Linked DNA regions of Urocitellus parryii: region 1 is linked to region 2. Evidence: chromatin contacts called from public Hi-C data. All regions are on one chromosome and are shown on one strand. Each heading gives the region's core, a stretch centred on a gene start, on an enhancer-like site or on the middle of the called end of the contact. The rest is flanking DNA. Distances are from core to core; before and after follow the strand shown.

What was found. Hi-C and Micro-C count contacts between places; a contact is called where the count stands out from the background.
Region 1: a Hi-C map of muscle shows a contact between it and region 2, with 4 times the contacts expected there. The contact joins the promoter of Nhlrc1 here to the promoter of Fam8a1 in region 2. A contact is called at or near these places in 2 of 2 Hi-C or Micro-C datasets (liver and muscle).

Annotation. Positions count from the first base shown.
Region 1 is chr8:147,357,298-147,361,839 of mUroPar1.hap1, forward strand. Nhlrc1 (NHL repeat containing E3 ubiquitin protein ligase 1) reads right to left here and starts at 2,664. Exons shown (of 1, transcript XM_026402195.2): 1 at 1,328-2,664. The coding sequence starts at 2,653. The coding sequence ends at 1,466.
Region 2 is chr8:146,988,426-146,992,678 of mUroPar1.hap1, forward strand. Fam8a1 (family with sequence similarity 8 member A1) reads left to right here and starts at 2,256. Exons shown (of 5, transcript XM_026402180.2): 1 at 2,256-3,056; 2 at 3,919-4,039. The coding sequence starts at 2,351.

The DNA.
Region 1 (4,542 bases), core at 1,414-3,913, 370 kb after region 2:
AAGAACAAACCCGGAAGACACATTTAAGGGTGGGGAGAAGGGAATTGCCCTGGAATCCCTGTTTGGAATGCACTGACGAACGTGGCCCAGGGAGCCTCAACTTTACTATTTAATGCTGTATTCTGGGCACTAAGAGCAAAAATGGGCCTTTGCGCACCTGCTCGGGAGCCCGGCTCTCTCTTTTAGCTCACAATCCCTTGGAACATATCTTACTCATAATTTCAGGGCTACTTTAGAAGGGACATCTTAGCTACTAAAACTCTGCATAATGGGACACTATTTTTGTGGATAAATCATCTGTTATTATTTAAAGCAAACTCTGACCTTTCAAGAGCAATATTTTTTCCATGAGACAATGTTTTTCTCTGCTGCGTTTGAAGGGCCAGTTATTTGGTATTATTCCAATATCCCTACACTCTAGGATAGTCGTATTAGCTGAAAAAAAAAAAAAAACCAGAAAGAAAGAAAACATTTGATTCTAAAGGAGCAGCTACTTCACCCATTCATGGACTCAATTGCAACATTAGGGCATTATCTGGGTCGGGGATAAACTTCAATTCAAGAAGTATGTGAGTGTTTACCACTGTTCTAAAAGAATCAAGGGAAGTAGTTATCGAGTACACAGTGTTTGCTACGCGTGAGACCAATTTAAATTGCACAGAGTAAACCCACATCACAAAGTGCTTCAGGTACCACCTACTATAAAGTGGCAAGCAAATTATGTTGACTTGTCTCCTTATTAACATAAAAGAGGAAACATTCTGTCTCTCACTAGTTTGTAGTGTTCTGCAGGCCTCTGTCTGCCAACCAAGAGGCATGTTCTGAGTGCCTACAGATGAGGAGACACTGCTACTAAAAGTATACCTTTTCCACCAGGTCAATTGATTTTCTTATTCAAGTGACTCAAGAGCAGCAGTAACTTCATCTAATGTGGCATTAAAGGTGTGAAAAATGAGGCTCACTACAAAATCCTTTTTCTCCCCAACTCTCTAAAATCTTTTCTTTGTGCATCTAAAATAGTTACTTGTAAACAGAGTGCCCATAGCAACAATGCTCATTCACATATTTTCCCCACATTTGATATCTTATTTAAGAGCAAGGGGTTTGGAGTCAAGTTAAAATTGAGTTGATATTGTGACTATTACTGTAAGTAAATGTGATGTTAGGGAAGCCACTTAAGCTCTCTGGGTCTGTTTTCTTATCTCTAAAATGGGACTAATAGTAGAAATTACCTCACTGGCTATTAAGAATTAAGTGAAATAATATTTGCAAATTTCTTAGGACTGGGAGTATACATTCAATAAGGCTGGATTTAATTATTATTCTTTAATAACTGGCCCAGCTTTTGTAATTCTGCCAGGCAGTTTCCATGGATGAGTCAAGTGACTTATCCAGGGTTAAACAATTCGCTAGTGACAGCACAAGGTCTTCTGACTCCAGGCCCCAGGATCCCCGCCTCACCCCATTACCCCCAGTCAGCTTTATAGACTTTTACAGAATGAGATGCAGTATCCAGCACAAGAAGAGAATTCTCCTTGGTGAAGGTCAGTGCCACAGGATGGGAAAGGCCCTCAGTGACCATGGGCTTCAATCCTGGGAACTCTTCAGGTTTTCCTAAGCACAGGATAGCTGGACCTGAGGTATCTGTCACGACCACATTCCCCTGGTGATCAAAGGTCACAGCTGAAGCAGTAACTCTGGAGGGAAAGAAGAGGCTCAGCCCAAAGGTATCCACCTGGCCGATCAGTTGCATACTTGAGCTAAACACCTTCACCCTGGTACTGCAGGTCCCGGGTCCCAGGGCCAACGGGTGCTCTAGGACCGCCACAGCCCCAGTGAGCCAAGACACTGCCACCCCTCGGGGACTGCTCAGATGAGCTTGCAACCTTTCTGTTCTCTGAAGGGCTCCTTCCAGGAAGTCGACTTCCAGCAGGTGCAGAGACCCTCCTTCTGCATCGGTTACCAGGACCCCATTCTGAGGGGTGGTCTCCACACCCCAAGGTAAGGAGAACTGGCCTCCGATGACGAGCTTGATCTGGCCAAAAAAATCAAACACTTTGATGGAGCGGTCGCCAGCATCGGTGACAACCACGTGGCAGTCATTGGTGACGGTGACGTCCAGTGGGTACCTAATGTCTTGGGCGGCGTCCCCTCTCTCTCCAAATTGATGCACACATCCTCCCCCTGAGTCAAAGATCTTGACCCGCCTCTTGCCGTCGTGCACCACCACGACCCGTCCCGTCTTGGGACAAAGTGCCAGACCCGTGGGGTTGACCAGGGTCCCCCACCCGCCAAAGGCGTGGTGGCAGCTAAGGGCCCCGGGGATGCAGGGGGCGGCGCAGGGGGCAGCTGGGGACCGGTGAAGGGTGGAGCCCAGGAGCTCCAGCAGGTGCAGCACCGGCAGGCAGTCGCTGGTGTCGCAGGCGCGGCAGGCTCGCCGGCAGAAGGGGCACTCGAGGGCCAGGGTCCGCGGGTGTGCCAGGGCGGCCACGCAGGCCAGGCAGACCACGTGGCCGCAGGCCAGGTTGCGCGGGCGCCGCTGCTGGCTGTGGCCGAACCTCTCAAAGCACACCTTGCACTCGAGCAGGCTGATCTCGGCCTCGCGCACCAGCTCCCGCGGCGTCCCCCCGCCGCCCGAGGCCTCCTCCCCCATGGCGCGCTGTCCCCGGCTGGACGCTGCCCCCGCGCAGCCCGCGGTCACGGCCACTGGGCGGGGCGTCCGCCCTGACGTCAGCGCCGCGGGTGGCTGACCGCGACCTACCGCCCCCTGGTGGGCGCGCGGCGTTTCTGCCTGTGTGGACGTTTCCGGGGCGAATTCACGTGCGCATTTTTTGTGCAGACCGGTAACCCTCAGCCGTGGGTGGATCCCCTGCATTTAACAGGGGAGGAAGCACAGCCATAGAGGACAGGGTGTCCCTGTTCTGCAGCCCATGAAGGACAAAGCAGGAAGTAGAACCCAGTATTCCAGCGCTGGAGTCCCATGGTCCCTTCATGTGAGGTGTGACCCGGCTGGGAGAACACAGACGCGTCAAGGTTAAAACTCTCAGAAAGTGAGAAGGGGTGCGCACTTCTTTGGTGTGTTTTAAGACGTTTGTAGTAAAGCAGATGTTTCCTGAATATTTATAAAATGAATTTGCATGCGGAAGAAGGAAGGTTATAGGACAATACTCCAACACACTAAGCTTGTGACTTTCAGATGGAGAGCCACGGCTGAGAGTGCCTTCCAGAGGAAGAAATATAAAATGATAAAGCTGTTAACAATTACTATAGAAATTTGCTCCATGCATGCCTTTTTTATAAAAAGGGTTTACATAGGTTATCTCTTTTAAACCTCATGACAATCCTATATGGTGTATTATTTTCATCACTCATTTTCTACAATAGAGTTCATAGAGGTTCAATATCATGTCTAGGGTCACATGGCTAGCAAGTGGCTGAGCTTCATCCCCGGAGATTTAGCTGCTCTGGGGTGTGGTCTGGGCTGCTGGGAATTGTAAAGGCCCCCCAGCTGATTATAACATACAGTCACGTCTGAGAACCAATGCACTATGGTGAGTCCATCAAATACCAACAGGTTCCAGTATTCCAATCTCAGGTAGGATTGAAAGCAAAAAAAAATCTATTACAGTCTTCCATTTGCAGGATGTTTTTACCCAAATGTCTTACTCGAACAAGGCCCTTGACATTCTGTTCACTTAGAGATCCCAATCATAACCAGTGACCCTTTTATTTCCTAGACTTCTGAGAACACAGGGTTCTATCACCTGTTAAAACCCTGGGAGAGAAACTTAATGTAAGAAAGAACATTTCCTTATTACTTGTTACATGATTCAAAGATTGTATATTAGAATACCACAACCAACTAGTTCCGTAATTTCAGAATACATTTCCATTCCAACTAAATTATCCACTAAAAACACACCCAACAGAGAGTTCTTCCAGAAGTAATTTCTTAGTGAAGAAATGCCATTCAGAACATCAAAAAATGGAATATTTTTAGAAACAGTGTTGCCTAATAGAAATATGAGTGCTACATTATATCATGCTATTTTTTTGTCGCCACACTTTATAAAAGAATCTAGTGATGTTAATTTAAGTGTCTATTTTATTTAACCCCAAATATACAAATATTGTCACTTTGATTTTTTTTTAATCATTACAAAAAATATCAACGAGATGTTATACTCTTTCTTTTGTGTGTCATAAGTAAAATCCAGTGTGTATTGTTCACTTACAGCACATTCCAGTTCAGATTAGCTCCCTTTCAAGTGCTCATTAGTCACACGTGGCCAGTGGCAGTCACACAAGGCTGGCTGCTACCCTCAGAGCAGCACAAATGCAGGCCAGGTCTGTGCTGAGATGTTACCTTCTCAAGATGCTTCCCAGCCTGACTCTGTGGATCCTTGACTTAGTCTAACTTGTCTCTTCTCCAACATTCTTTAAAAAATATTCAAATATCTCAATTCATTGTTGACTATAGCTGAGCTTTCACCCTTCAGCCTTCCTGTCCTGCCAGACTTCCAGTGTCCTGCCAGACTTCCA
Region 2 (4,253 bases), core at 1,006-3,505:
GCAGACTACCTTTATTTCCCTGATAGAAATTGTTTTATAGCTTCTGCTCTCTGTAAGACAAAGTCCAAACTCCCTCACCTGGAGAAAAAAAAGTCCAACCCCTCCCTAGTGTTGCGATTCATCTCTATGTGGGGCCCTCTCAGGCTGCCTCAGCCTGGCTCTTTTTACATTAACTCCACTCCTGTTGCACCCTCTCCCTGGAATCACCCTCCCTGCCAGTCCCTATAACAAAAGTCACCTCCTACAAAGCCATTCCAAGTTCTCACCTGTCTCTTTGCAAGCAGAACTGATCACTCCCCACTTTGGACTAACACTTTAATCCTGTACTAACTGACACGCCAAGTTCTCCCATATGTTCTGTCATCCCCTCAACCACAATGGTGGTGTTTCATTCACCTTTGTATTCCAACACCCGGCACACATCCAGCACTTAACACACTCAGCAAATGAGCACAATGAATTGTGGCTAGAGGAGATGGAGAAGGTCTACATGTTCACTTGAGGAACTCAGAAGGAACAGAGTCACCATCACTTTCTGGTTAGAAGTCCTATGATTTAGCAGCACAATTCACGATAGCAAGATTGTGGAATCAGCCTAGATGCCCTTCAATAGATGAGTGGATAAAAAAAATGTGGCATTTATACACAATGGAGTATTATTCTGCATTAAAAAATGACAAAATCGGGCTGGAGATGTGGCTCAGCGGTAGCGCGCTCGCCTGGCATGCGTGCGGCCCGGGTTCGATCCTCAGCACCACATACCAACAAAGATGTTGTGTCCGCCGAGAACTAAAAAATAAATATTAAAAAAAAAAAAATGACAAAATCATAGAATTTGGAGGGAAATGGATGGCATTAGAGCAGATTATGCTAAGTGAAGCCAGTCAATCTTTAAAAAACAAATACCAAATGACTCCTTTGATATAAGGGGAGTAAACAAGGACAGGGTAGGGACGAAGAGCTTGAGAAGAAGATTTGCATTAAACAGGGATGAGAGGTGGGAGGGAAAGGGAGTGAGAAGGGAAATCGCATGGAAATGGAAGGCGATCCTCAGGGTTATACAAAAATGACATATAAGAGGAAAGGAGGGGTAAGACAAGATAATACAAATGGAAGAAATGATTTACAGTAGAAGGGGTAGAGAGAGAAAAGGGGAGGGGAGGGGGGATAGTAGAGAATAGGACAGACAGCAGAATACATCAGACACGAGAAAGGCAATATGTCAATCAATGGAAGGGTAACTGATGTGATACAGCAATCTGTATACGGGGTAAAATTGGGAGTTCATAACTCACCTGAATCAAACTGTGAGATATGATGTATTAAGAACTATGTAATGTTTTGAACGACCAACAATAAATAATAAAAAAAGAAGTCCTATGATTAATTGATTGATATAAATTAATTGATATAAATTAATTGATTGATATAAATATGTAGCCAGGCATGGTGGGGCTGAGGCAGGAGAAATGCAAGTTAAAGTTCAGCCTAGGCAATTTATTAAGTCTCCGTCTCAAAAATAAAAAATAAAAAGGACTGTAGATGCAGCTCAGTGGTTCAATTTATATATATGCATATGTATACACGTATGTATGTGTGCGTGTGTGTATGAAATATTAAGTCTAGAATTCTGGTCGCAGGGGGATAGGAGTTATCCCGCATGGGCTAAGGTACTGAGAGAGGGCACCAAAGTTCTGGGCCATGGTCTTTTCCCAGCAAAATAAAGGGAAAGGTCCCCTGGGCTGAGGCACATCTGCGGAAACGGGAGGCGGCCCGACAGCAGGAGGAAAGCACGGTTCAGAACCGCGCTGCTCGGGCCCCTAAATCAGCACAACCCTTCTTCTCTTCTTTCAGTTGAAAATGTCCACATTGAGACATTCCATCTTACATACGTCTCAGTTGAGTGGGGCTTTGGGTCTATCATCTCAGGGCACAAACACGGCATCCTCGGGACAAATCGTGAACTGGCGCGGTCCACCCACTCTGGGCGTCGCAGAACAGGCGGCGTCCGCCCGGGACCTCTGCGGGAAACCCTCCTGGCCCTCCACAGTCTTCCCGGCAGGACCTCGGCCCATCCCCACAGAAACTTCTAGAAACGCCTCCACTTGGATGCCATTAACATCACAAAGCGCAGCGCGAAACCCAGAGCAGGGCGACCACCTGGTTGCAGCTACTGAGGAGACGCCGCCCCGGCTCCTCCCGGCGGCCTCCGAGGGGCGGGGTTTCCGCTTCCGGCGGCGGATTGTTGACGCCTGCGGTGCTGCGGTGGCGACGGCGCTGTTGGGGAGGGGCCGCTGGGGGAGGGAAAGGCTCAGTGACAGGTACCGCGGAGGGTGCTGCTGAGGCGACGATGGCAGAGGGGCCCGAGGAAGCCCGAGGCCGCCCTCCCGGGCGGGAGGAAGGCGGAGGAGACCACGAGCCGGTCCCCTCCCCGAGTGGCCCCTCCGCCGCCGCCGTCGCCGCCGCTGCCCCCGGCTCCCGGGACGGGCCGCAGGCCGAGCCTCAGGCCCCGGGCCGGCCTCCAACCCCGGGCCCCGCGTCCGCCGCCGCCGAGGAGCCGGAGCCGCCGCGCGAGCCCCGGAATCGCAGGGAGGCGGCCGCGGGGCCGCCGGAGCCGGCGAGCTGCGACGCGCCCGAGGCCGCGGCGTCCCGGGAGAGGTCGGCGCGGCTGAGCGCCCGCGAGTACTCGCGGCAGGTGCACGAGTGGCTGTGGCAGTCGTACTGCGGCTACCTGACCTGGCACAGCGGCCTGGCCGCCTTCCCCGCCTACTGCGGCCCTCAGCCGCCGCCCAGCTACCCCGCGGCCGGCGCCACCTCCCCGGCCGCCGCGCCGCAGCTCGGCTACTACAACCCCTTCTACTTCCTGGGCGCCGGGGCCGCGGGGCCCGAGGCGGCGGCGGCGGCGGCGGCAGCGGCGGGCATCGCCACCCCGGCTCCGGTTGCGGGCTTGGGGCCGCGGGTTGCTCCCGTGCCTGGGACGGTCCGGGCGACACCAGTGACAAGAGTAGGAACCGCGGTGCCTGCGCGGACGGCGAGCGACGCCGCGCGGCAGGCGGGTGAGAGGCGCGGGGTCGTGGGCCGCCTGGGGTCGTAGGCCGCCCGGGGTCGTGGGCCGCGGTGCCCGGCGCCCGAACGGGTTCCCTCACCCGGGGCCACGGCGCCCCGCGCGCAGCGAATCCCTCGTTGGTAGGCCGCTGCGCTCAGCCGCAGCCCCCGAGGGGGAGACCCCTGGCCCGACGGCCGGCCTGGGCCCCCGATGGCGGGACCGCGCGTCGGGGAGGGTCGCAGACCGAGAGGAGGGATGACTTCGGGCCTGGCCTACTGACCCAAGGCCCTGTGCACCTCGGGGTGGACTAGAATACGCCGAGTTCGTTAAAGCGAATCCTGTGCATGGCCGAGCACTGGTGGATGCCAGAACACGACCCCTGACAGAATTAGGTTGGGAGGTTGATATCAGGGCTTTTTTTGTTGTTGTTTTGTTTTTGTTTTTTAATAGAAAGCAAAACTAAATGAAAGTAGCATGTGGGATATAGGGATTTACTTAATACTAGTTGTCCATTCTTAACCTTGATTTTTACTACAAGTGTTAGATTTTGTTTCCTGTATGTGATCATCTAGTTCTTCTAGTCCCTAGTGCAATGTATTGGGCACTCTAGTCATTAGCTAAGAAATCAAATTTTAAACATTAAGGTGAAAGCAAATTGTAAGCTAACTAGTCTTATATAAATACTCTCTAAATAGTTGTTACATTTAATAGTACCCTTATGGAATCAATACCTGATAATTGCTTCAGGTTATATATTTTTTAGAATTATTAAGTTGTGCCCTGACTTTGCTTTTCCCCCTCATTATCTGACTTTGGTTCCCAGATATGAAGTGATTGGGTTTCCTAACTTGATTTGTTTTTTTAATTTGCAGGCAGAGAGTATGTTATTCCATCCTTGGCCCACAGATTTATGGCAGAGATGGTGGATTTCTTTATTCTCTTCTTTATAAAAGCAACCATTGTCTTAACCATTATGCACCTCAGTGGAATAAAGTAAGTGAAGGACATTTGTAGAAAGGTTTTAGTTCTATTTTAGAGTCCCTTTGTTAAGTTCTGTTCAAGCCTGCAAGTGGCTATGTGGGTAATAGGTGTGCCATGGTCATGATTTCTTTATAAGAGCTTTGTTAGAGTTACTGTTTTTTGTTTTTGGTGGTGGTGGTAGTTTTAAAGAAATACCTATAAAGAAGAAAAAAAAATTTTTTTTTTT